Linked DNA regions of Rattus norvegicus: region 2 is linked to region 1. Evidence: chromatin contacts called from public Hi-C data. All regions are on one chromosome and are shown on one strand. The core of a region is the stretch at or near the end of the contact, and the rest is flanking DNA. Distances in the headings are between cores, read along the strand shown.

Region 1 (5,563 bases), core at 2,610-5,109:
TTGCATTTTTTTTCTTTTTTTCTCTTTTTTTTCTTTTTCCGGAGCTGGGGACTGAACCCAGGGCTTTGGCGCCTGCTAGGCAAGAGCTCTACCACTGAGCTAAATCCCCAACTCCTCACTTGATGTTTCTGAAGTGTTGTGCATTCCCAGGCCAGTCGGTTCCGAGCCTCTGGGAGAGTCTCATCTCCACCCCCTCCCATCTTGCTCTGGGGTGCTCAGACTAATAGAACATGTGGCCCCACGTCAGACCCCTAGGAGAACAGTTCCGCTCTAGACCAATCTTGGCTGTGCAGATACCAGGTCCAGGGGTTCTGGGGACAGACACCTGCTTATGGCCACGGCTGGCCTCAGTCCCAAGTCTCAGGTGGAAGCTAGGGTTTAATAGACAGCCTTGTCACCTTGGGCTGGCAAAACATCGAGTCGACTACCTGTGCTGCCTACAGTTCTACCCCGAGCAGGGTGTCCTCAGTAGGTGATTAACATGTCAGATCCCGATTCCCTGATTCCCCGCACAGACAAGCTGCCCCGCCAGGCTGCTGTCTGAACCGATCCCGCAGCTGGGAACTGTGATTTGGATGACAGCCTTAGGACCCACTGCTGAAGTGGTGATGCTGGGAACCTGGGCCTGGTGTAAGAATCCCACCGATGGCATAGAATTGAGTATTTGCTGCCGTGGCAGAAGGCCTGGGTTCGATTCCCAACACTCACACGTGTGGCTGACAACCCACCTGTGGTAACTCCAGTTCCAGGTGATCCAGTGCGCTCTTTTGAGTTCTGCAGGCACGGGGATAATGTGTGAACACGCAGAGAGGCAGACAAAAGCGTTCGCACACGTAAAGTTAAACAAAATAAAGAACTGAACCAGCGGGTGAGGGTCTGCTTGAGGTCTGGGCCCCGCTTAGGGGTTTAAATGCTGGGAGAGCGGGCTTGGGCTGCTGGAGATTGCTCCTTCTACTCAACACCCAGTTCACACGGGGTTCCCTGTCCTGATCATGTCTTGGTTCATGGCTACTGGGCCCTCCGTGTTAATCCTTCTCCATGGCTGGATGGGGAGGCAGAGGAAAAAGCAGGACCCTGGCACTGGGTGGGAAGGGCCCTTGGGGAGGAGGGTGATGTGCAGTCCTGGAGTCTGGATTACTAGAATGGCCGGAGACAAATACAGGCACTTCACATCATTGGGGTGGCCTGTTCTGGGGCTTGAGGGATGACTACCACATTTCTGTCTCAAGTAATCTGTGCTGTGCTCGGTTCTCTGGGAGGGAGTCCCCTCTTCCCAGCTTACTCCCAATGGAAGCCCGTTTGGAACAAACATAAATGCAGGCAGGCGGGCAGGCTGAGTTGCCCAAGGCTGGATAAGGCTCTGGATGGCTTCAGGTCTGTGTGTATCAGCAGCATCCCCTCAGATGCGCTTCCAGGCAGGGGGCCTCGGGGCCTGAATGACAGCCATTTCCATCTACAGCAGGCCTTCTCCTGCACTGATCCCTCAGAAGCTCAGCAGCCCTTCTGGTTCAGCCTGAGCCCCAGGGTCGGTTCCCAGCACTCCCTAGGTGTCCCCCAGTCCTTCCTAATATCCTGGGCTCCCATACTTTGGAAGGAGTGGACAGGCTAGGTGAGGAGAGGATGAAGGTTGGAACTGGCATGCAGTCTGCAGTCCCTCAGACCTATGCAAGCACTGGAGTGGAAGGCCCAGGAGCCCACGGCCAAGGCTGTGCCAAGGAAGGAGTCCTAGACCTGCCACAGACACCTGGAACTTTGCAAACCAACAGGAGGCCTGGAGCTCAAGGAGGTCCGGCAACAGTGACAGGGACAGAGCGTGCTCAGGACTGAGCTGAGCCTGGGAAGACAAGCTAGAGATGAGAGATCTCTAAAGCTTGGGTGTGTGGACTTGTGTCTCTCATCTCCATGACCCCAAACCCCAATTGAGGTTGGTCTATAGGGTTCTACAGCCGAAGCAAAGGGGACACAACCTTCCCCTGGTTTCCTGTGGTTGCTCTTAGGACTGACTTCGATCCTCCTCACTGGAGGCCTTCATTTAGAGTCAAGTTGTGGTGGCCATGTCCCTAGGGCACGGGGGAGGATCGGTCTAGCCTCCTCGGAAGTGCCGTTGCTTGACCTAGGGTCTGTCTTTACACGACCTTTCTGCCCTTGACTCCAAGGAAGATACAGTTTTTCTATTAGGACATTGAATTTGGAGCCTCTCCTTAACCCGGCACATGCGTCTATTTCTAGACAAGGCTACGCGTAGAGGGTCCAGGTGGACTTGAACATTCAGGGGCTGTTATTTAATCCAGGATGGCCTTAAATACCACACCCAGCAAGAGCTGGAAGAGCAGAAGGAGCTCAGCCTGGGGCCTTTTATGGTTCCAGTCCTCTGCTTCCCAGCTAGAAAGGGCCTTGGGCAACACCCACGACCACCAGTAGCATGTGTCTGGCTGGGCTTTAGGCTGTCTTTACAGATGAGAACACTGAGGCTCGGAAGGGCTGAGAAGATGGCCCAGGTCACAGCCAGTTGAAGTCTGGGCAAGGAATCCAAGGGTCCGTGGGTTCTAGGGCACTCCTGCGGGCAGTAGGGGTGTGCTGTGTTCCAGGTCAGCTCCTTGCTTCCTGGCTCTTAGGTTTAGGAATGGATGTTTCCCCCAAACTGCAGATAATTATGGTTCATTCAGTAGCCTGCTCTGGGTAAAGGGGTTGGGGTTGGTGAACTTTCCCTCTAAGCCACCCAGTACACTGGTGTAGCCAGAGAAATGTGCCCAAGAAGGTGGGTAGGACCAGGGGAACAGTCTCTTGGTCTCTTGGCCGCAATGTTCGCTCAGGGTGGGAAATCCAAGGCCAGGAATGTTCTGCCTAGAGATTTTTCAGCACCTTGGACCAGACTGGAAGGATCTATTTACTGGCTCCACAGGCCAGGCTGCAGGCTCTGTATGGGAGCTCAGTTTAGCCCAGGTGTCCTACACTCGATGCCTAGGGACAGTCAGCCTATACCTACAGGATGTCAGAGGACGCCATCTAGGAATGGGAGTGGGGCTTCTTGTTCCGGACCTCAGTTTCTCTGTCTGTACCGGGCGGGCCCTGTATCCAAAGCATTGGAAGGGGATAGGTGCCCGCCTGCCCCTCCCCCAACTGCATCCCGGTGCCAACCAAAAGCCAGGGTGGTGGCAGTCCTAGAGCCCTGCCTCTGCCCGCGGGTTTGCATTTTCTCGGATCCAGGGCCCGAGGTGCCCGCTGACAGGGCGAGCTGACAGACCTGGCTAGCAGATACTGGGGAGAAGGCTTGCTCCTTCCATCATCCTCGCCTTTAGGCGGGCCCGCCGCCTCAAAAACGCAGGTGCTCGCCCACTGTGAGCTCACTGCCTTCCAGCAGCAACCCCCCGGGAGGGTATTATTACCCGCATCTTCCCGGGAGGCAAAAGGGACTCAGAGAGAAATCGCGACTCGCCCAAGGTCACACAGCTCGGCTCGGGCAGATCAGAAGGAAGTCCGGCGCCAGTAGTTCTTCTGGGCCCATCGCCGCCTCCTTGCCGTCACATTTGTGAATAAAGCACCGAGGCCCAACGCCCGGCTTTGCCCAAAAAACAAGGCTCCGGGCTAATCTGAGGGAACAAAAGCGCCCAAAATTCCATCCCGGGTTTTCCACCATGCCGATTCCCACCGACCAATCCGCTAGCGCCGGTCGGTAGGGGGCGGGTGCAGGCGGACCCGGCGTGATCGACAGTCCCTTTCAGAGGCGGGGCCTAGGCTTTAACCAATCCTGCGGAGGTGCTGAAACGAGCCGGCACGCAGGACAGGCAGCCTGGCCAATCGGCGTGGAGGGGCGGGCCCGGCCAGCCCGGGCTGTCGCGAGAGGCGGCCACCCCGCCCACTCCGCTGGCCGCGGCCGCCCGTGCTCGCGAGCGCGCTCTGCTCAGCTCCGACGGCCCGGGCCGCGATCCGTCCGCGGGTCCCGCTGGATCCTTCCGCCGCGCCAGGCCCGTCCGGGCGCCGCGCCCAGCCTCGCAGCGGGTAACGGCCGGCCTGGGCGCAAGCGCAGGAGGCGGCATGGCCGGGGCGGCTCCGTCGGGGGGCGGCCCACACTGACAGACCCTGCGGCGCGCGGGGAGATGGGGGCGGCCGCCTCCCGGGCGACGACGACGACGACGAGGAGCGGCCGCCGCCACTGCCGCGCACCGGCCGCCGCTGGGGACGGGCGCGGGCAGGGCGCCTCCCCGTGAGCGGCGGCCCCGAGGCCGCTCGCCGTCCCCGGCCGCCCCGGCCGCGGCCCCGGCTCCGGCCGCCGCGGGGCCCCTGGCGGGCGGCTCCCCCGGCCCGCGCGCGCCCGGCCCGCGCCCGCGCCCGGTTCGCGCGCGCGCGGCCTCGCCCGGCCCCGGCGCCCGGCCGCGGCTCTGCGCGCCCCCCGGCCGCCCGCGCGCGGCTCCCGGGCCCGGCGGCGGGCGCGGCGCGGGCGGCAGCATGGTGGAGAAGCGTTGCCCGCTGCAGAGGGACGGCGTGTACCGCTGGTTCTCCGAACTGCCGTCACCGCAGCGCGTGGAGTTCCTGTGCGGCCTGCTGGACTTGTGCATCCCGCTCGAGTTGCGCTTCCTCGGCTCGTGCCTGGAGGACTTGGCACGCAAGGACTACCATTCGCTGCGCGACTCCGAGATTAAGGCCAACAATCCGGCGGACCTGGGCAGCCTCACCAACCTGACGGACGAGGTGGTGCGCAGCAAGCTGTTGGTGTCGCTGGCGCTGCTGGGCTCGGAGCAGCGCGAGGCTGCGGGCGTGTTGTACCGCACGCTCACGCACACCGACTCCATCATCCACAACTACGGGCTACAGCTCAACGAGGGCCGCACGGGCGATGAGTTCCTTCTGCTCTTCACCATGGCCTCCAACCACCCGGCCTTCAGCTTCCACCAGAAGCAGGTGCTGCGCCAGGAGCTCACGCAGATCCAGAGCAGCCTGAACGGTGGCGGTGGCGGCGGCGGCGGCGGTGGTGGCGGTGGCAAGAGCGCGCCCGGGCCCAGCGGCGCGCTGCCCACCTGCTCGGCCTGTCACAAGGTGAGCGCACGCGCGCGGTGAGACAGCGCGGCTGGGGTCCTTTACTGGCCAGCCTGGAAGAGGACCCACTAGGGACCAGGTGGCTGGCGTCAGCGCGCGGCCTCTTTGTGTGTTCTGTGTCCCAGCCCAGGCTGGAGACAGGATAAGGCCTTTGTCCTGTCAGGCTCAGCTCTTAGGTGACAGTGCATTCAACAATTTGTCGACTTGCACTGAGCAGATGTGGTGCTGGAACCTGGACCTAGGTGGGGGCCCTGCCTGTCTGATACAGGTGTCCCCGGGCGTGCATGGCAGGGGTCGGATGTACAGGTTCGAGTGAATGCGTGTGTGTTCGTGAGGGTTGTGCAGGCTGGTAAGCGTGTCTGTCTGGAGAGCCTGACGGGGGCTTCGCAGCCTCAGCAGGTCTGCGTGTAGCTGTCACTGGTGATCCACCATCGGGGAGAACCAAAGCTCACTGAGGTGGGATCTGGTCTTAGGATGATGTCGGCTTGCTGGGCAGGAAGGGCAACCTGACCATCCATTCAGAAATGTT
Region 2 (5,555 bases), core at 2,911-5,410, 34 kb before region 1:
CCACTGCTCCCCTCTTCTGACTCCATCCATATTTGGAAGTTCCTCTGTGTAGCTTCTGTTCAACCCACTGTCGCCGGTCCAGAATGCCCTCAAAGGGGTCTGCTCTGATTGGTTCTTCCTGTGAACTGTATCTGTCAGCACTGACATTCACTCCCCAGTACCAGCACAGTGATGTTCTGTTCCGTGGACCTGTTGTGTAACTTTCCCTGGAGAGAAGCCCACACAATGGTCCATTCTTGTAAAGTAGGATGCAGACCACAGACCAAGAAAGGACTCCACCCACAACTGGTTTCGTGGGCCGGTGAGTTTCCTGGGGTGGCCCACAGCGGCCCGGGTGAGGGGGTCTCCCTCAGCGGTATGCAGACGAGCCCACCCTAAGGCAGTTGTTACTATTTATATACAATCCTTAGGCAGGGCCTTGTGTGTTTCAGGAGTTTCCTGGAGATTTTTTTTTTCCTTCCTGAGTCTGACCCTCTCTCCTCTCTCCAGAAGCGGGTGTATAAAAGGAGGGGATCACTACACACCCAGGACTGCAGTCACAGGGTAGGCACCTCTGCTCTGTTGGACACTTGAGGCAGTGACCCTCGGACTGAGTAGGACACTTCTGTTTCTTCTTTCCCCGATCCGTGCCTCACAGTGTGGCCAGGCGTCTTAGGTTTTCTTTGCCACTCTGCTTGGTGTGGACAGGAATCACACTGGGACCCAGGAGAGTACTTTCAAAGTAGTTATCAGCTGTCAGGTTCCCTCCCCTTGGAGGGCACATCATGCCCTCCACCTCTTTCCACCGCACTGCGTGTCCTGTGGGTGTTGGGCTCTTTACAGTCTGGGTCCTTCCCCTCCCTCATGACCGACATCAGAAGACTTCTATCCCATGCCTGTGCCTTCTGTTACCCGGGATAGGTAAGCTCTTCATCACGGTGACAAGATCCCTGACACAAATGACTTAGGAATGAAGGATTTACTTGGGCTCTCTGACTCAGAGCTCCTAACTTTGACGATTCTGGTCCAAAGTGAGGCGAGACGTGTGGAGATAGAAGTACGCGGCCAGGATGCTCGCCTCTTGGCAGAAACAGAAAGAACAGCCGGAGGGACCTGGGACATGATAAACCCCAAAGGCATCATCCAGTGACTTACTTCCTCTAGCTAAGCCCCGCCTTCTAAGGTTTCCAGAACCTTCTAAAGTAGTACTGTCATCTGGGGACCAAGGATTCAAGCCACCAGCCTTCTGGGAAGACATTTCTCACATCCGAATCATAAATCAAAGGGATTTTTTTAAAAACACGATGCCAAAGTTATCTATTATTTGATTAGTTTTATTTTTGTTTGTTTGGGGGGTTTGATTAATTGGTCGATTGATTGTGTAATTAATTAGTTAATTAATTAATTATGAGATAGAGTCTCACTTTGTAGCCGGGTTTGGCCTGGAACTCACAAAGATCAGCCTGCCTCTGCCTACCTAGTGGTGGTGGTTTGAATATGCTTGGCCCATAGGGAGTGGTACTGTTAGGAGGTGTGGCCTCGTTAGAGGAAGTATGTCACTGTGGGGGTGGGCTTTGGAGGTCTCCTCCTATTCTCAGGTTCCACCCATCGTGGAGCAGAGCTTCCTTCCAGCCTCCCACGGGATAGGTGCTCCTGGTTACCTACAAATCAAGACGTAGAACTCTTTGCTCCTTCTCCAGCACCATGCCTGCCTGGATGCTGCCATGCTCTCTGCCTTGATGATAATGGACTGAACCTCTGAACCTGTAAGCCAGCCCCAATTAAATGTTGTCCTTATAAGAGTTGCCATAGTCATGGTGTCTGTTCAGAGCAGCAGAAACCCTAAGTCATTATCACTGGGACTAAAGGAGTGTGACCCCTTGCATGGTCTGCTTTTTTGATTTGTTTTGAGACAGGGTCCCATGTAGCCCAGGCTGGCCTTGAGGAGCACCACACCTCATCCCTCCACTATCTGTACTTTGGGAGCTTGCTGGCATCTTTCAGGCAGGCGAGCTGGTTCAAAGGGTAAGGCCACTTGCCACCAAGCCTGAAGGCCTCGGTTTGAATGTGGGACCTACCTCGTGGAAGTAAGAGAACCGACTCCTGAAAGCTGCCCTCTGACTTCTGCACATATGCAATGGCATGTGGATACCCACACACATACATGTGTGTCATGGCATGTAGACACATACATGTGTGCCCTGGCATGTGCATGCCCACATACATGTATGTGTGCTGTGGCTTGTGTATACCCACACACATACATGGGTGTTGTATCACGTGCACACACACACACACACACACACACACACATACATGTGTAATGTGGCATGTGGACACTCACACACATATATGTGTGCCATGGCATGTAGACACACATATGTGTGCCCTGGCATGTGCATACCCACATACATGCATGTGTGTCATGGCATGTGCATACCCACACACATACAGTATGCCATGGCATGTCCACACCCACATACATGCATGTATGTTGTGGCATGTGCATCCCCACAGAAAATAGGTAAATGGGTGTAATGTGTTGAAAGAGAAATCATTCCCCATCCCAAGCAGTACATCTCACAGGGGTTTACCCCAGAGTTCCATACTTTTGTTTAGTTCGAAACTGTCCTTCCCTCCTGTCCTTGCTGGCTCCCTTCTTCTCTCTGTCACATCTCAGGCCATGTTCCCACCCCTGAGTCCCCACCCCCAATCTATTTCAGAACCATCTGTCCTCCAAGGTCTAGGGTCTGGCCCTGCCTTCCTACATGAACAGCAATGACCAAACACATGGTCCAGACTCAGCTCCAGCCCGGTGCCCCAGTCCCACAAGGCCATTTCCTGTCTGGGCACATCTGTCTGCTGGCAAGTTGTAATTCAGTGGAGCCCAGCTGGCTGCCGGTGAGACAGTGACTGCTGCGGGAAGGGTATGCCATTGAAGCTGACCCCACACAGGGCTCTGAGCCTCCATGCTCTGGGTGAATAGCTGGGGCAAGAGCCTCTGAGCGTCTTTCAGAACACAAGATGCCTGGGGAAAACTCTGGGCCTGAGGCAGCTGTCAGCCATTACCAGTTTGCTCCGTTTGGTCAGAGCTAGAAAACTCTTCTTGTGCCAGTTCTGTGAAGCCAGAGCTAAAGTCCTCTTTGAACCCAGAGAAAACATTAGCTGTGTGCAGAACTGGGCTTGTGAAGGCTCACTGGTTCTGTACTTCTTGGCTGTACTGAGAGGTCCAGAGATGGCGGAGGCAGGGTAACACAGCAGGAACTGAAAATCTCCTGCAGCTCAGGCCTTCGTAATGTTGGTACAGTATTGACTGTGGTGGCCTCATGCTGGGCCGACCTGCACACAGTGAGTCCCACTGTCCTGATGAGACAGCAGGCCTGAGACCTGCTTCCAACCAACTACACAGCATACTTGTGACTCTGTCCTTGTCGGTGTTTGTAAGCCTGGGGTCTCCCCAGCGGTGGAAGCCTTTAGGGGAGGCTAAAACAGATAGTGGGGTGTAGCGAGGGACCTGAGAAGTCTTAGGTGACGGCCAGCCATAAAACCAGGCTCTCCAGCCTACAGCTGCAGAAAGTGAACTCTGCCAGTAGTCCTGGTGAACTGGGAAGGAAGCAGATGCTCTGACAGCCAAGCCTCCTGGAAGAGCAGACCCCAACAAGCTGAGGTGGCTGAGGTGGATAACACTGGACCCTCAGAGGCACCGAGATGATGGTCGTGTGTTGTTCTGGGGTGCTGCATTCACGGGTACATTTACAGCATACCTACCCTTCTGGGAGCTCCTAACCATGAGCAAATGTCCTATGGCTTTCTCCCTCACACACACACACACATCTACTCACAAGCACAAAGGCCACGCAGATGCCAGAGGCCATGGGTTTCCCCTCACTGAGAGAACCCCCGCTTTCTAAGATGGCATTTATAAGTATTCTGTTTCCAGCCACCCTTGTTAGCAGGGTGTGATACAACTGTGGGGGTGACCTCCTGTCTTTTTTTGTGGCTGGGTCACTGGGTCCCACAAATTTGAACTAATCTGAAGGTTAAACCCCAGCTTCCCGGTCCACTGTCTAAGGAGTCTTGTCAGGGGGAGGAGCCGGATCTGGGCTCTCTCATCAGACAGCAGGTCCTGTTAGTGCAACAGTTGCCGGGGGGTAGGGCGGATCTTAGCGATGGGCAGCCTGCCCGAGACCTCTGACTCCTGTAGGCAGGTTCCATGGCCATCAGAAACAGAGCAAAGGTACACGCTCAGGACTGAGAAGTGACTTCTGGGGAGGTCACATTGCTGGGACCTCTGATAGCATTTAGCAGAGGGGAGGTTGTCCAGGACTTAGACTTGGGGAGGGGCTACTGTCTTTTCTGTCCTCAAATGAGGGACAGGAGCAGGTAAGCGTGTGAGGCAGATCATGTAAAGATACTCTTTAGGGAAGCAGAGATCAGTTGGCAGCCATCTTGGTCCACCATGCTGGTCCCACCCTGGTCTGGAACGTCGTCTTCTGACCTTCCTGTTTGAGCAGCTGCAGCTACAGGGGGCTCTGCTGACACGGTAGCTCTTCAATGTCCCTGTCAAGCCAACAACTGTGAATTTGCCTCTTTTTTTCCCCCCTGAGACAGGATCTCACTATGTAGCTCTTGCTCTCCTGAAACTCACTGTGTAGACCAGGCTAGACTGGAACAGACAGAGATCCACCTGCCTCTGCCCTCTGAGTGCTGGGATGACAGGCTCGAGCCACCGCGCCTGGCTGAATTGGCCCCTTGTTTTTCCTGTGTCTAGTTAGCCTAGTTCAGTTCTAAATGGCTTCACGAGTAGATTTAAAGAAAATCCAACACCTGACAGGCCCTTAATGCCGGGAGGGGGGTGTGTGTGGAGGGGCTCCACCCCAGATCTCTCTGATGGTAGCTATGAGCCCAGGCCTCCTGGGTAGAAATCCACCGTCATTAAGGCCTCCACCAGTCCCCGGGAGCCTAGGGCTCCTCATAGCTCTGTTGCCATGGCAACAGCAGACAATGGTTTCTGTGGAGTTCAGTTCTATAAATAATTTCTAGTTCGGTCAGGGTGAGGTGGGCTCCACTGGCAGGTTCTTAGTGGCCAATGCCACAACAGGGAAAGGGAAGTGAGGTCCTGGCCTGGGAAACTGGTTGGCTCAGGCCAGATCTGCCCTTGCTGGCTGGGTCTCTTCATCCTGAAGCAGCTAGAGTTGGCCTTCAGGGATGCAGCTGACAGATCAGAGGAGGCCACCTTGAGCGGTGTGAGGGGTGCAGAAGCTCAACCTGGAGGCTCAATAAAATGCTGACCAGGTATTCTACAGATCTAAGGAGGACCCTTTCTGTGGCTCAGCACAAGCTCCAGGTGGCAAAGGGCAACTGCTGAATCAGTTTGAGGGAAAGGTGGGCAGAGCCGCCCAGTGCCTGGGGTCTGAGAGTGCAGGGAGGAAGCAGCTCAGAGAAAGGGAGAAAGAGAAATAAAAAGGGTCTCTGGGTAGAGTGCTTGCTCAACATACAACGACCCCTAGCACCACAGGGGTGTGGTGGCACACCCCATATCCTAGCACTGGGGGAGGGGACAAGGCAGAAGGGTC

What was found. Hi-C and Micro-C count contacts between places; a contact is called where the count stands out from the background.
Region 2: a contact with region 1 is called in a Hi-C map of liver, with 1.9 times the contacts expected there. The contact joins the enhancer-like site here to the promoter of Zcchc14 in region 1. A contact is called at or near these places in 3 of 12 Hi-C or Micro-C datasets (hepatocytes and liver).

Annotation. Positions count from the first base shown.
Region 1 is chr19:66,625,432-66,630,994 of GRCr8, reverse strand. It overlaps Zcchc14 (zinc finger CCHC-type containing 14), which reads left to right and starts at 3,859. Exons shown (of 13, transcript NM_001427306.1): 1 at 3,859-5,034. The coding sequence starts at 4,447.
Region 2 is chr19:66,659,961-66,665,515 of GRCr8, reverse strand. No RefSeq gene overlaps it. Among named protein-coding and RNA genes, the nearest start is that of Zcchc14, 36 kb to the right of the region's middle. Within about 2 kb of position 4,160, at least 28 of the 93 cell types and tissues checked have an H3K27ac peak or open chromatin away from gene starts, as enhancers often do. A contact at or near this core is called in liver, where this site is marked.